Linked DNA regions of Sus scrofa: region 2 is linked to region 1. The links are chromatin contacts, called in public HiChIP or PLAC-seq maps. All regions are on one chromosome and are shown on one strand. The core of a region is the stretch at or near the end of the contact, and the rest is flanking DNA. Distances in the headings are between cores, read along the strand shown.

Region 1 (7,714 bases), core at 4,006-6,505:
ATGCCTATGTCAGGCGTGGCTGCATCTCCTAGGGACACAGGGCCTGGCATGTGATGGCTGCTGGATGAGTGTGAGGGAATGAGCCCAGGAGGATTCCTTGGTGATGGAGCAGACGTCGATCCCAGTCGCAGGAACCCAGAACCGTGAAGTGACTGCCAGCGTGTTCCCAGGCTAGAGGTCCAATTGGAGCTGCAGCCGCCAGCCTACGCCACAGCCACACACGGGGTCCGAACAGCATCTGCCACCTACACCACAGCTCCTTCCTGGCGACACCACATCCTTAACCCACTGAGCGAGGCCAGGGAGGGAACCCGCATTCCCATGATACTAATCGGGTTCTTAACCCGCTGAGCCATGACAGGAACGCCTGAAACACTTTTAAATGCTAGTCCTTTAAGAGGTGGGTCTCCCATCCCTCCGTGTAAGACCTGAAGCACCCCCAGAGTCCTGCCTGTTCTGAGAAAGGAACCTACCTGAATTTGAACCTACCCTAGTTTCACAGGGTGGGAATTCTGCCAGCGTGCACTTGCATTTCAACATTTATTGTCATTTCTTTGCACTAGACATTAGGTTGCGTGTTGTGATGTGTAGAGGAAGTAGATCGTAAAAAGGCATGAAGTTCTGGGACATGCTATAATGTGAGGAATTCAAGCCATAATGCTAAGCGAAGGAAGCTAGACAGAAAAGGTTCCAGTCATAGGAAATCCTCGGAATAGGGGAATCTGTAGAGACAGGAAGCCAGGTGGTTGCCAGGGGCTGGAGGAGAAGCAAACGAGGAGCAACTGATTAATGGGTACAGGTTTGGGGGGTGTTTTAGAACTAGATGGAGGAGGCGACTTGCATGACAGGGTGAATGTACTAACTGCCCCTGAATTGTGCACTTCAAAATGGCTAATGCTGGAGTTCCCGGCGTGGCTCAGTGGTTAACGAGTCCGACTAGGAACCATGGGGTTGCGGGTTCGATCCCTGGCCTCGCTCGCCGGGTTAAAGATCCTGCGTTGCCATGAGCTGTGCTGTAGGTCGAAGATGCAGGTCTCTCTGGCGTTGCTGTGGCTGTGGTGTAGGTCGGCGGCAACAGCTCCGACTCGACCCCTGGCCTGGGAACTTCCATATGCCACGGGCACGGCCCTAGAAAAGGCAAAAAGACAAATAAAATAAAATAAAATGGCTGATGTTATGTTATGGGAATTGGATCTCAATAATCAAATAATGCACGTGGTATGGGAAGGAAAACACACACCAAACCAGTTCTCAGCGGGCGTTAGTGCCTCCTCAGAGTCTGCCTTCTCCTGCCAAAGGAGGCCTCTCAGCGATCTGGCCTTGACTGGGGTGCAGATGTGCAAAAAGGGTCACGGAGGGGACAAGACACACGTCACTTACGGACTTGAACTTTATTTCTTCACACCGTCCTTCCCAAAGAGTCTAGATACAAAAAAAGCATGTGACTTCCAGCGATGCTGAGCAAGGGGGCGCACAGTCTCGCGGTGTGTCCACTGAAAGCAGTAGTGCCTATCACTACCCCGCAAGGCACCACGGAGGCCTGGGGCAGATCTCTTTATCGCCGGCTCCACACAAGCCCTGTGCTGGGACAAGTACTGCAACATGAAGGACATGTGATGACAAGCTCGCCGTTGTTCCTGGTTTTGTGTTGTAGGCATCACTCTGCCAGAGAGCGCGCACAAAGAACTCAGTGAGAGGAGATGCATGGTGGCCTGGCTAACTTGGGCTGTGCTGTCAAAACCCCAGAGTGGGTGGCTTAAATACATTTATTTCTCACAGTTCCGGAAGGTGGAAGTCCATGATCCGGGCTCTGGCCCACCGGACTCCTGGTGAGAGGTATCTTCCCACGTGCAGAGGGCTGCCTTCTCACATGCCCGAGAGGGAGCTGGCTCTGCTCTGTGCCATATATGGACACGAATCACATCATGGGCACAAACTCATAACCTAACCCTAATCTCCTCACAAAGACGACTTCCTAATACTGTGACACTCGGGTTAGGGCCTCAACCTATGGACTGGGCATGGGGGTAAGACACAAACACTCAGTATGTAAAACCCGGCTGCCACAGTAGAGGACCGCCAGGAGCTGTGTGGATCCCACAGAGGGTCCTCACCTCTAGGCCTAACTCCCTACCTGGGGTCCTTAGGATTATAAAATTTAGCATTCAAAACATACTAATACTGACTATTAAATAGGCTCCAGGTGAATCCTGGAATGTATGAATGTAGACTACATTTTCTCATTAAGTTGTATTTTGTAGTACAGGCACAGGAAAGATGTGACCATGTGCTGGCTGGGTTCCAGGGTAGGTAATCTTTCTTTGCCCTGTGCCCTTTGCTATCACTGATTATTTATGTCCTTGGATTTTACTTACACTTTCCTTATTTACAGTTTTTCAGAAAGAATAGATTCTAAAAGACTTTTTTTGTGTGTGTGTGTTTTCTAGGGCAGCATCCGTGGCATATGGAGGTTTCTAGGCTAGGGGTCTAATCAGAGCTGTAGCCGCTGGCCTACACCACAGCCACAGCAACGCGGGATCCTTCACCCACTGGATGAGGCTAGGGATTGAACCAAAACCTCGCGGTTCCCAGTTGGATTCGTTAACCACTGAGCCATGACAGGAACTCCTAAAAGCCTTTTAAAATCATTCAGAGATTGTGCATTTGTTAAATGCCTTGGCTCTTAAACCCCACCCAATTAAGTCACTTATACTTATGCAGAACACCAAAAAAAAAAAAAAAAAAAAAAAAAACCCCAAACAAAAGCTACTGAAGGTTGTTTTCATTTCTACAACTACATAGGGAAAAAAAGTCCTTTATTCTTATCAGACTGACTTTCTCACCTTCTGATTTAGAAAAGAAGACAACTTTTTGCAATTCTCTGGAGTTTAAATTAGAAGTTATAGCTCTGTATCTCGACTGAGAAAGCTCAGCTCCCTACTGTCACCCACATCTCTGGGAGTCTCATGCCAGTCTGGGGCTGCCAAGTGTTCCATTTCTATAATTGCTTAGTGTGCTGCAACTAACTGCTCTGCTGCAATGATATGAAAAGCATTTCCCTCTTTCCATCAGATTTCCTCAATATTCATATTCAGTCAAAATTTGCTCAAGATTTATTGTGTTTCAACCCTGAGTGGAGGGTTTTACCTTGCTCCAGGGCTAACAGAGCAGGTGTGTACAGGCCCAGAAATGATGCCCTTGCTGCATTTGGTCTTTATGTGAATTTCAGACCTGGTATTGCATTTACAATTTCTGAGCTAAGTAGGAAAGCCTTATAAAGTTGAAAAGTTTTCATTTCCAAAATATTCAAGAACAGTGTAGTTCCTTATCAGGGTGAACTATGGTGCACTGCGGTCCTCAGTGCAGGCTGAGAACACAGACCCCTCTGACGGATGTGCAGGGTTAGCTTATGGTAGTGTGTGGAGCAGCTTCTTTCACCAGAAATTTCTGACTTCTCTCCTATTCCAGCAAGACCTTCAAACAGCAGAGTGATGGCCACACTGTCAGCAAAAGGATGAAGAAGAAAGAGAAAGCAATGGGGTTTACAGTGGTTGACAAAGAATTGAGTTCTAACCAAAATAAAATGTACACATCTTCATTATCTCCCCATATTTTTCAAGCTTCCTCAGCAAAAATAAATGCTAGGGAACTACACATTAATAATAACGACTTCCCAGCATCCTCAAAGCTGTAACTTTTATTTTTTAATTCATGCCAGAAAGAATCACAACCACTAACAACGTTATTTTGTAAGTTCTTCCCCCCTCTAGTTCTGGGCTGGGGTACAAAAGGAAAAGGAAAGGAAAAATAACCGAGGAGGAGAGAAGGCTCAGATGTGTCCACACGACACGGCGCTGATCCCTTGCCCTGGGGTTGGTTGCGAGTCCGTCCGTAGCCCTTGGCATAGCCAGGGAAAAGGTCAACAATGCAGATCGTAGTGAATGCCAGCTTGCTGTGCCCCGGTTTCTAAAACCGCAAGTCCCCCACTTCCAAAATTCTCTAACAGCTGCTCTACCGTTAAATGCACAAAACCCGGACGCGGTGTGGTTTTCTGAAGACCTCATAGCGGAGGAAAAGGGTTGAGAGTAGGAAAGGAGCAATTCCCTGCCTCTTCCCCCACATCCTGGCGGGACCAACACCTGTCCTCGTTCCAGGGCCCAGTGCAGCACCTGGTCGTGTGCAGGAGGGTGCCTGTTCTCTTTGCTAGGCTAGGTTCCCCTGCTGTCCACGCTCCATATCGCGATCCGACCTTACCAGAATGTTTAGCTGACCGTAAACCCCTCTGTTAGCTACCAGAAGCGGCTAATGTGCGCGGCCATATTGAACACGCCCCTCGTCCCGCCCCTTACGTCACACGTCATATACGCAATCACGTCACGCCTTCGTTCGCCCGGCCCACGTCCTGACAAAGCCTGAAGTACTGCTCCGGCAAAACTCCCCGCGTCGGAACCCGAACTTGTTTTCCGACGAGCCAGGGTCCGGGTCTGCGCCTGCCCTCCGCCCCAACTACGTCTGTGCTGCCATGGCTGCGGGCATCCCGCTCCACTCAAGCGCCTGCGCGCTAACTTGGTCCCGCCCCTGGCCTCCGCTCAGGCCCATCCCTACTTGGAGCTGGGCCATCTTTGTCGAACCCCCTGAGTGCAGCAAAGCCACACCCCCAGGGACGCGCCGCGTCCCCACGTTCAAGGTACGTTCTTACGCTGCACCTACACAGGGCCGTCCTTTTTGTTACGTCACTCGCGTCCCCTACACTACCCCTGGGACCGCCTTTCCATCGGCGTCCACGCCCCTGGACCCTTCTTCCTTGCGCTTTCCCCTTATCCTCCGGGCCACACTCCTTGCGCAGACCCCAAGCTCCTCCCTTGTGTCCCTCTCTTGGCTTTCCACTCTGGTAATTCCTCCGTTCTCTGCCAGAGCTCCCCGCTCCCGCAATCTCGACCGAATCTGCCTTGCCCTTACGGGCAGCTGCGCCACGCTCTTCACGGCCTAAGTCCCACAATTTCAGGGCTTACCGCTTGGCTCGGCCTAGGCCACGCCCCTCTCGACGTTTGCCGTCGCTGACGCTCCTTCCCACGGTGTCCAGGCCCCGCCCCTCAGTCCTGGGCCCCATTTTTTCTCTTCTAAGTTCTCCTCTCCTTTGTCTTGGCCAATCCCAGCGCTCAGCGCACACCCCACCTTAAGATCTTGAGATCCTTGTTGGGCACCCTCACTCCGCGCGTGCGCATTTCCCTACACTTCCGTCACGGCTGCTCACCGCATTCTCAGACCATCCACTTGTAGTTGCACACTGGCCAGGTCCACGCCTCCTGCTCTCCCTCTGCAGGCGGAGCCTGGTCCTGGGAAGCCGGAGTGGAACAGCCAGGGCCCACGAATTTCCCGAACTAAGTCGCCCAGGTCTCAGAGCTAGATGTCAGAGCCATTTATAGAGTGAAACAAGCCTGCATATATCTGATCCCCGTCTAAAAACAGTCTTTCTTCATATTTTTCCCAGTTCCAAACACCACATCTCTAGGAGCAGAAACCAGATAGGAAACATAACTGAGGACCAACTGGAACTGTGTTCCTACCAGCTCCTCAGCTGACTTTAAATGCTAGCTGGCTGCACGCAGTAAGCACACCCTTCTACTTCCTGATGTCGCCTTCACACGACTTTTCCTAGGCACCTAGTGCCCTCCTGCAGTCTAGGGCCTGTGGAGACAACAACACCACACTTAAGATCTCTGCCCCTTGCTCCGAGATTAATCTTCTTTACTTCATTTACAATTCTGGGTCCACAGGAAAAATGTGAGGAGGTTATTATTACCAGCTTTTTTTTCCTGTCCAAAAGTCTCTGAATGGCACTCCTAGGGAAAGGGCCCTTTCCATGAGCCATTTAGTTATTCATTGAAATCCTGTTTATGGAGTACTGTGTTCCAGTGACAGAGCAAACCTAAAGGAGTTTTGTTTTTTTTAAATCATCTTTATTCTCAAACACAAAAAAAGAAATGCCAAAACAAAAACTCCTGGAAAAGTTAAAAATGAAGCAAAAGAAAAAAAAGTAAATATTCACTGAAAGAAAGCTGGTATATTAATATTCATATCAGACAAATAAAAGAATAAGCATTAAAAGAAAAAGACTATCTACTGATAAACAATCCGACAGAAGAAAAAGCGTCAACATGTATGTACCAAAAACATTGCCTAAAATATGTAAATATAATATGTAAAACAAATATGTAACAAACATGTTCAGACTCGCAGGGACAAATTCACAATTTTTCCTTAAAATCCATAATACTTTAATCCTCCCCTCTTAGAAAATAGTAGCTAAATCTGACAGAATTAGTAAAGAATATTTACCAAGGAAACTTTTTTGTTTTTTTCTATTTTATTTTTAAAATTTGTTTAATGATTTTAATTTTTTCCATCATAGCTGATTTACAGTGTTCTGTCAATTTTCTACTTACTGTACAGCAAGGTGACCCAGTCACACATACATGTATACATTCTTTTTGTCATATTATCATGCTCCATCATAAGTGATTAGATAGAGTTCCCAGTGCTATACAGCAGGATCTCATTGTTTATCCATTCCAAAGGCAATAGTTTGCATGTGTGAACCCCATATTCCTGGTCCATCCCACTCCCTCCCCCTTGACAACCACAAATCTGTTTTCCATGTCCATGAGTTTCTTTTCTGTGGAAAGGTCATTTGTGCTGTGTATTAGATTCCGGATATGAGTGATATCATATGGTATTTGTCTTTCTCTTTCTGACTTAATTCACTTCATATGAGTCTCTAGCTCCATTCATGTTGCTGGCATTATTTTGTTCTTTTTTATGGCCGAGTAGTATTCCATTGTGTATATATACACCACATCTTCTTAATCCATTCATCTGGCGATGGACATTTGGGTTGTTTCCATGTCTTGGCTGTTGTGAATAGTGCTGCAGTGAATATACAGGTGCATGTATCTTTCTTAAAGAAAGTTTTTTCTGGGTATATGCCCAAGAATGGGATTGCTGGGTCATAGTTCTAGATTTAGTTTTCTGAAGTACCTCCATCCTGTTTTCCATAGAGGTTGTGCCAATTTATATTCCCACCAACAGTGTAGGAGGGTTCCCTTTTCTCCACACCCTCTCCAGCATTTGTTACTTGTGGACTTATTAACAATGGCCATTCTGACAGATGTGAGGTGTGGTACCTTATAGTAGTTTTGATTCGCAGTTCTCTAATAATCAGTGCTGTTGAGCATTTTTTCATGTGCTTGTTGGCTGTCTGTATATCTTCTCTGAAGAAATGTCTATTCAGATCTTTTGACCATTTTTCCATTGGGTTGTTGGCTTTTTTGCTGTTGAGTTGTATAAGTTGTTTGTATATTTTAGACATTAAGCCCTTGTCTGTTGCATCGTTTGAAACTATTTTCTCCCATTCCATAGGTTGTCTTTTTGTTGTTGTTTTTTATGGTTTCCTTTGCTGTGCAAAAGCTTGTCCATTTGATTAGGTCCCATTGGTTTATTTTTACTTTTATTTCTGTTGCCTTGGGAGACCTAAAAACACATTTGTAAGGTTGATGTCAGAGAATGTCTTGCCTATGTTCTCTTCTACGAATTTGATGGTGTCTTATCTTATGTTTGAGTCCTTAAGCCATTTTGAGTTTATTTTTGTGCATGGCGGGAGGGTGTGTTCCAGTTTCATTGATTTACATGCCTCAAGGAGCTTTAGCTTGAAATT
Region 2 (7,595 bases), core at 1,982-4,481, 190 kb after region 1:
ATAGCTGCAGCTGTGGTGTAGGTCGCAGCTGAGGCTCGGATTCAATCCCTGGCGTGGGGAAAAAAAAAGAGTTTTTGAGTTGACTGCTTGAAGGAGAACAAAATTGCAGATGATGAATGTATAAGATATCCATGTATGGAGTTCCTGTTGTGGTGCAGTGGAAGCGAATCCAACTATGAGGTTGCGGGTTTGATCCTTGACCTTGCTCAATGGGTTGGGGATCTGGGGTTGCTGTGAGCTGTGGCATATAGGCTGGCAGCTGTAGCTCTGATTCGACCCCTAGCCTGGGAACCTCCATATGCTGCAGATACGGCCCTAAAAAGCAAAAAAAAAAAAAGAAAAAAAAAATATATATATATATCCATGTATTTTTTAAAAAAATACTTTTGAGAAGAAAGTTAAGTTATACAGAAAGAAAAAAATAACATGTTTGAGTAGAACTGGAAAAAAGTCACATAGAATATGTTGATAACATGGGTGTCTTCAAAGATAATGGTGTTATTTGGAGTCACTTAGCAACTGATAGAGTATCTACACACTTATATATCCAGCTGCCTGTTCAGCATCTCCATCTGGATGGGAAATGACGTTACGAAAAGTGCTCAAAGCTCCATGTGCAGGGTCACATTTCTCATCTCAAAATCATGCTTGTTATAGGTACATGCAGTATATTCCATTGGAATTTGCCCCTTCTTACCTCTTTTTCCCCTCATTTTCTCTCTCCCTCTCTGTTCCTTTTTAGGGCTGCACCCGTGGCATATGGAGGTTCCCAGGCTAGGGACCAATCGGAGCTGTAGCCAGCGGCCTACACCAGAGCCACAGCAACGCGGGATCTGAGCCGTGTCTGCGACCTACACCATAGCTCACGGCAACGCCCGATCGTTAACCCACTGAGCGAGGCCAGGGATCGAACGTGCATCCTCACAGAGACAACTCTGGGTCCTTAACCCACTGAGCCACAACGGGAACTCCGATTTTTTCTCATTTTAGGTCTTCTAGCTTTTCAGGCCTGCTCCCCGCAGCGGCCTCGTTCTGACAATTCACACCCTTGCGCTTGGCTCCTCTCTCTGACTGGCCTCCCATAGTCTCAAGAAAAAAGGGAAGCTCTCCTGCCTGTTTCAGTTTTGGAGCCAGAGGAGATTCTGATTCCCAAGGAAGCTTGGAAAAAGTGATAAACCGAAAGCATCATCAAAAGTATGTCAAGTCCAGTATAGAAGCAGTAGAAGTGGGTAAAAACATACTGGGAAGCCACGCTCTCCCATTTTCTCGCATTGGGAAGCTGTCCTAAATGCTACATGTGACAGAGGACACTTTCGGGACACCTGCGCTTCACAGGCTCTGCCATCGCCAGTGGGATGCAGCATTTCAACTCTCAAGTCTAGTTCAGTCAATTCGTATCTTACTGGCTGGCCACATGCCTCGGTGATAACATTTAGATGGACGGAGCCACTTTCTGAAAGGGTAAATATTTTTAAGCGTTTTCCTGTAGCCCAGAGAGATTTGAAAAATCCACCTCATCTTTTTTTCTTTCTTTCTTTTTTTTTTTTTTTTTTGTCTTTTTGCCATTTCTTGGGCCGCTCCCGCGGCATATGGAGGTTCCCAGGCCAGGGGTTGAATCGGAGCTGTAGCCACCGGCCTACGCCAGAGCCACAGCAACACGGGATCCGAGCCGCATCTGCGACCTACACCACAGCACACGGCAACACCGGATCCTTAACCCACTGAGCGAGGCCAGGGATCGAACCTGCAACCTCATGGTTCCTAGTCAGATTCGTTAACCACTGCGCCACGACGGGAACTCCTCATCTTTTTTTCTTTTTCCCACATGAAAGCATATTTTCCAGTTATCTCTTTTCACAAAATGTACAACCTGGAACGTGAAGGGCTTAAAACAATCGTGTTTATTTGCTCACAAGCCTCTGGGTCCAGAAGTTGGATGTTCGTGCCTTGTCCACATGGCGTCAGCTGGGGCACCCGTGGCAGGAGGAGCCACTTCCCAGATGACTTGTTTGTCTGTATGGCTGGCACTGCAGTGTCCTTGGCCTCTGGCCCCTTCCTCACACGGCGTTTCTTCTTCCAGGACCTTTCCACGTCGCGTGCTGCTCTCAGAGTCCTCGCTCTTCTTACATAGCAGCCGGCTTCCCAGACGCTGGAACCAGAAGCTGCCAGGCCATTTCAGAGCCACACCCAGAATTGGCACAGTGTCCCCAAGGAGGATAAACAATGACCTGTAGGTGGGATGACCGCCACATCAAACATCTCACCCAAACCTGAGGGGACAGACAGGCCAGATTTCCTAGAGGGAGTCATGTGGAGACTGAGAGCTGAAAGAGGAGTGGGGATGAGCCAGATCAAGGAGAAAGAAAGTTCTAGGCACAGCAAGCCAGTAAGAGGGTGAATGCACATTCTAGAGCTTAAAAAATTCAGCATAATGGAAAGAGGGTGTGTGTGTGTGTGTGTGTGTTTGTCCTTGAGCAAGTGTCAGCCTGCTGAGTGTGGGGCTGGGTTCAAGACATCGCAGGGCTTTGGCTTGAGGGCAATGAAGGTTTGAGGCAGCTATGCCATTTCCCTGTGTCTTGGAGAATGCTCTGCTAAGCAGAGAAGATAGATGGTGGCCATCAAAATGGGAAGCACTGGATATGTTTAAGAGATATTTAAGAGAGAAGAGGAGCGGAATCCACAGACTTTCAAGATAGAGGAGTTAACTTTTTGATAGGCGATGCAGCAGCTTTTTTTTTTTTTTTTTTTTTTTTGATTTTATGGCTGCACCTGTGGCATATGAAGTTCCCGCGCCAGGAATCAAATCCGAGCCTTTAACCCACTGCGCCAGGCCAGAGATTGAACCCGTGCCACTGTAGTTGAGTTCTTAACCCACCGTGCCACAGTGGGAACTCCAGAAGCATTTACTAAAAACCAAAACCTGTCAGACAGAGCGCCCTTGGTTCTGTTTTGTTTGGAGACAGCTGCAGAGCTAAGTATAATGATGATAAATAGCAATATTATTTCATTGCACTTTTTGTATTCATGGCAGCTTTCTTTTTTCTTTTTTTAATTCAATGAATTTTACTTATAGTTGTACAGCTATCATCACAACCTAATTTTACAACATTTCCATCCCAAACCCCTAGCCCATCCCTCCCTCCACAACCTGTCTCCTTTGGTAACCCTAAGTTTTTCAAAGCCTGGGAGTCAGTTTCTGTTCTGCAAGTGAGCGCATTGTATCCTTTCTAGATTCCACATATAGGTGATGGCATGTGACTTTGTGTCCCACTGTCTGACTGACTGCGCTTCACATGATACTTTCTAGGTCCATCCATGTTGCTGCAAATGCCATTAGTTCATTCCTTTTAATGGCTGACTAGTATTCCATTGTATATATGGACCACATCTTTTTATCCACTTCTCCGCCGATGGACATTTAGGTTGCTTCCATGTCATGGGTATTGTATATAGTGCTGCAGTGAACACACCGGTACATGTGTCTTTTCTAGGCATGGTTTGCTCTGGATAGATGCGCAGGAGTGGGATTGCTGGATCAAATGATAATTCTATTTGTAGTTTTTTGAGGATGCTCCATACTTTTCCATAGCGGTTGCACCAATTTCATGTGTGTTATCTCGTTTAGCTTTGACTCATTTAAGTAAAGCGGAAAGGGGGGATTTGAGCCCCACATAGAAGGAATGGAGTCCTTATTCCTCTACTAACTGTTCTCTCAGAGCAGGGGTTAGTCTGGCCCACTACCTAATTTGTAGTGCCTGTGAGCCAAAAATGGTTTTGAGGCTTTTAAGTGCTTGAACTTAAAAAAAAAAAAAAAATCAAAAGAAGAATAACACTTCATGACAAGCAAAAGTTACGTGAAATTCAAATTGCAGTAACCATAGTGAAAGTTGTACTGAAACAGCTGCGCCCGTTTACTTACAGGTTGCCTCTGGCTCTTTGGTTGCTGCCCAGGCCCCTGGAGCAGCCTCCACAGAGAACACCTGCAAAGCGGTGTTTACTATCTGGCCCTTTACCGACTCCTGTTTTAGAGGAGGCACTTTCGGTCCTTTTTCAAAACCAGGCAATGAGCTTTCGGGTGTTTACAGAACAGAAACCGCGCAGTGGCTTCTGCACCCCCCACGCGCCCCTGGGAAAACTCTCTAAACTCCCGCCCCTTTGTAAGGGGCCAACAGCGGGCAACTAGCCATCGTGTACCGCTCAGGACCTGCCAAGCTCATTTAATTCTCACCACAGCCCCCACCAGGTTGTATTGAATTATCATCGCCATCTCCATTTTACAGTGGAGGAACCCGGGGCCCAGAGAGGCCAAGCCACCTGCCCTAGGTCACGCAGCTGGAAGTGGTGGAGGGCGCATTGGAACCCTTGTAACCAAGCTCCGTGGGCTGCTTACCCGGCGGACTCCAGGTAAAGACACATTTCCTAGTAGGTCGAGCTGGGCCCTTGGCCCTGAACGGAACGCCTGCCCGTCCTACCCACCCCACCCGGGGCCCCCGCACGCCGCTCGCCGCGGGGGCCGGAAGGGCGCGGGGCGGCAGGGCAGCCGAGCCGGCGGGGGGCGAGGGAGCGGCGGGGGGCGGAGCGAAGGGATCGGCGCGGCGGCGGCCTGTCAATCAACGCGGGTGGCCCCTGCCCCGGGCCCCCGAGAGCCACAGGCTCTCGCCTCTCTGCGGCCGCCGGCGGCGAAGCGCTGAGTCACCGTGAGGCAGCTGCGCGGCGCCCCGCGAGCCCGCCCTCGCCGCGCCCCCGCGGCCGCCGGGACCGGAGGGAGGACCCGGGTGGCGCCCGCGGGGCCGGGCGGGCCAGGCCGGCGCAGGCGGTCCGTTGGCAGGACGCCGCCCTCCCCGCCCGCTTCGGACTCTCGGGGGAGTCTCCTAGGGAGCCGACCGGCGATGCTTAAATAGCCCTCTGCCCGTTTGGCTCTTTGCAGACGACATTTCTTTCTGCAGAGCCTCGCGTTCTGGTAAGTATCTCCTTAGTGCTTCACGTGCATAAAAATGAGTTGTACGAGTCTGGAAAGACCCAGAAATAGTTCACATGGGAGGCGGGGGACGGAAACTACTTTGTAGATGCCCGTGGGTAGGGGATGAGAGTTCTGTGGGGCTTGGAATATTGAGCTCATTTCTGGTGCCCCACAGGCCAGCACCCAGTAAGTACTGATTGCTTGCACGCCCCCCGGGGGCGGGGGGCACTTCCGAGTGAGCCTTGGCTGGCTGGAGGGCGTGGGCTGGAGTAGAGTGAGTGGCCGCAGCTCCCATTCTCCGTGCACTGACTGCAGTCCTTCGAGGTAGGCAGTCTTCCTGTTTCACAGGTGGAAAAAGTGAGGCACAGAGAGGCTTAGCCATTGGCTTCAGGTCACACAGCTGGTGTGTGGTGAACGTGGGATGCAGACCCAGGCTGTGTGGCTCCCAAGTGTAGGCTTCTTGCTAAAAAAGCATCTCTCTTGGTTTGAGTGGGAATATTTCAAACATGCCTTCAAGGAATGGATTATATATCATTTGGAGAACAGCTTTAGAGATGGAGGTTCTGTCTGCACACATTTGAAGTGGAAAGGGGATACTCGTTTTGTGATTTGTTGTTGTTGTTGTTGAGCAGACTTTAGACCCACGAAGAGGAAGTACTTTTGAAGTCAGGGTCTCGATGGGTCCTGAAGTACAGACACCTCCTCCATGAGCTTCCTGTGCTCTCCAAGGGGACTTCATGAGAATGCTCAGATGTCTTCCCATTTCACTTGGGCCTGAACTTCAGGGGTAGATGGGTCTTTGAATTTGATGACCCGCCAAGATCCCTTTCAGTACCAAGATCTTTGTCATGTTCAGGTGAGAGTCACAGGCTCTTGCTTTTTTCCCACGTGCCTTGTGTCGCCACACTAATCTCTTGGAGTTTATGGTACAACCCTCCTCATGGGCAGCGACAGAGCTGCTATTGCAAAATAACACGCTGGGAACCTAGTTAGTGCTCCAGTGTGTTCCCCATCTTGATTGTTTTAAAGCGCCTAGCCCAGGTCTTGTGCCGGGTAGTGATTAATAAATTGCAGCTTTGAGCATTTGGAGCAGGTGTGAATTTAATCGCCTGTGTTTTATAATCCTTGGGTGGCCCCTCCTTGATAATGTCTCTGTTTTTGAAAAATGTGTCTTAAAGTGTTTTTCTTACATTTTTGGATGACATCTCTGGTTGGTTGTCCCTCCCCCTGCCCTCCAGCCTCTACAGCTCAGCCTCCCACCACTTTCTGTTCAGCCGTGCACATGGCGGCCTCCAAGGTGGTTATGCTCTCGGTGCTCAGCCGGGAGCAGGCGGAAGGGGTCGGAGCCCGGGTCCGCAGAAGCATCGGCCGACCTGAGGTAGGCTGTTGGGCAGCTGTTGCCTGCTGGTTTGGGGAAGGGACTGTGGGACACTGAGGGGAAGCTTGGGAAGAGAGGGCATGAGGTGATCAGGAGCTGCCCTGCGGCCGGAGGCCAGAGGGGCTGCTCTAGACTTAGCAGTTGGGGTCCCCCTTGAACCAGCCCCAGCCCCAAGGCTTTCTGCAACAGGGATTCAGCAGTTCTGAGCAGAAGGTGCAGCTGAAACGTCTGTGCCCTCCCCCCCAGCCCCCCCCGCCCCTCGCACACCCACGACCCCTCCTGGGTTCATCTGTCAGCCTCAGCATGCATGTCACCAGCCACTCCCACCTGACACCCCCAGATTTACATGCCCACCGGTCAGAGCACTAGGGAGAAACTCGGGCCCAATTCCAAATTCCCATGAGAGAGAATCCTGTTGGCTTGGGTCAGGACTCTCCCTTTGGCCGGTCAGCCATTGCCAGGGATGCAAGTTCTTAGAGAAGCTGCTGAGACCCAGCTCTGGACCTCTCGTGGGGGGAAGGTGGGGGCTTCTCTCAGAGAAGGTGATCATAGGTCAGATAGAGGCCTTTCAACATTAGAAAGCACTTGTATTTGGAAATCATGGGCGACATGGTGTTGCAGACAGGAAAATCTTATATGCACAGAAAGATAATCAAATGGTGGTTATAGTCCAAGGAATACGGTGCCCAGCACCATGCCAGATTCCAGAAACAGAATTCTGCTTATTGAGGTATAATCAACATTAGGTTCAGGCGTGCAACACTGACTTGGTGTTTGTTTATATTACAAAATGATCGCAAGTCTAGTTGACATCTGTCACCATACACAGAGAATTGTTTTTCTTGTGACGAGAACTTTTAAGATCTACTCTGTTAGCAGCTTTTGAATATGCAGCAAGTATTAACTACAGTCACCACACTCTACATCCCATTCCCATTTATTTTAGAACTGAGAGTTTCTACTGTTTGACTACCTTTATCCATTGCGCTCATCCCCCCTCCGCATCTGTCAACAATCTGTTTGTTCTCTGTATCCACGAGCTTGTTTTTCTGTTTTTAGATTCCACATTTAAGTGAGATCATACAGGATTCGTCTTTCTCTCTCTGACTTCTTTCCCTCAGCGTAATACCCTCAAGGTCCATACGTGTTGCTACAAACAGCAAGATTTCAGTCTTTTTTATCGTTGAATAATATTCCATCACACACACATTTATATGTATATATGCCACATTTTCTTTATTCACTCATCTGTCAGTG

Evidence for each region. HiChIP or PLAC-seq counts read pairs in DNA pulled down with a chosen protein or histone mark.
Region 2: an H3K27ac HiChIP or PLAC-seq map of alveolar macrophages shows a contact between it and region 1. The contact joins the promoter of PIR here to the promoter of LOC100621626 in region 1. A contact is called at or near these places in 2 of 2 datasets of contacts at active chromatin or transcription factors (alveolar macrophages and skeletal muscle).

Annotation. Positions count from the first base shown.
Region 1 is chrX:12,221,666-12,229,379 of Sscrofa11.1, reverse strand. It overlaps LOC100621626 (carbonic anhydrase 5B, mitochondrial), which reads right to left and starts at 5,255. Exons shown (of 6, transcript XR_002340663.1): 1 at 5,013-5,255.
Region 2 is chrX:12,030,265-12,037,859 of Sscrofa11.1, reverse strand. PIR (pirin) reads left to right here and starts at 3,231. Exons shown (of 10, transcript XM_005673448.3): 1 at 3,231-4,404; 2 at 6,199-6,338. The coding sequence starts at 6,243.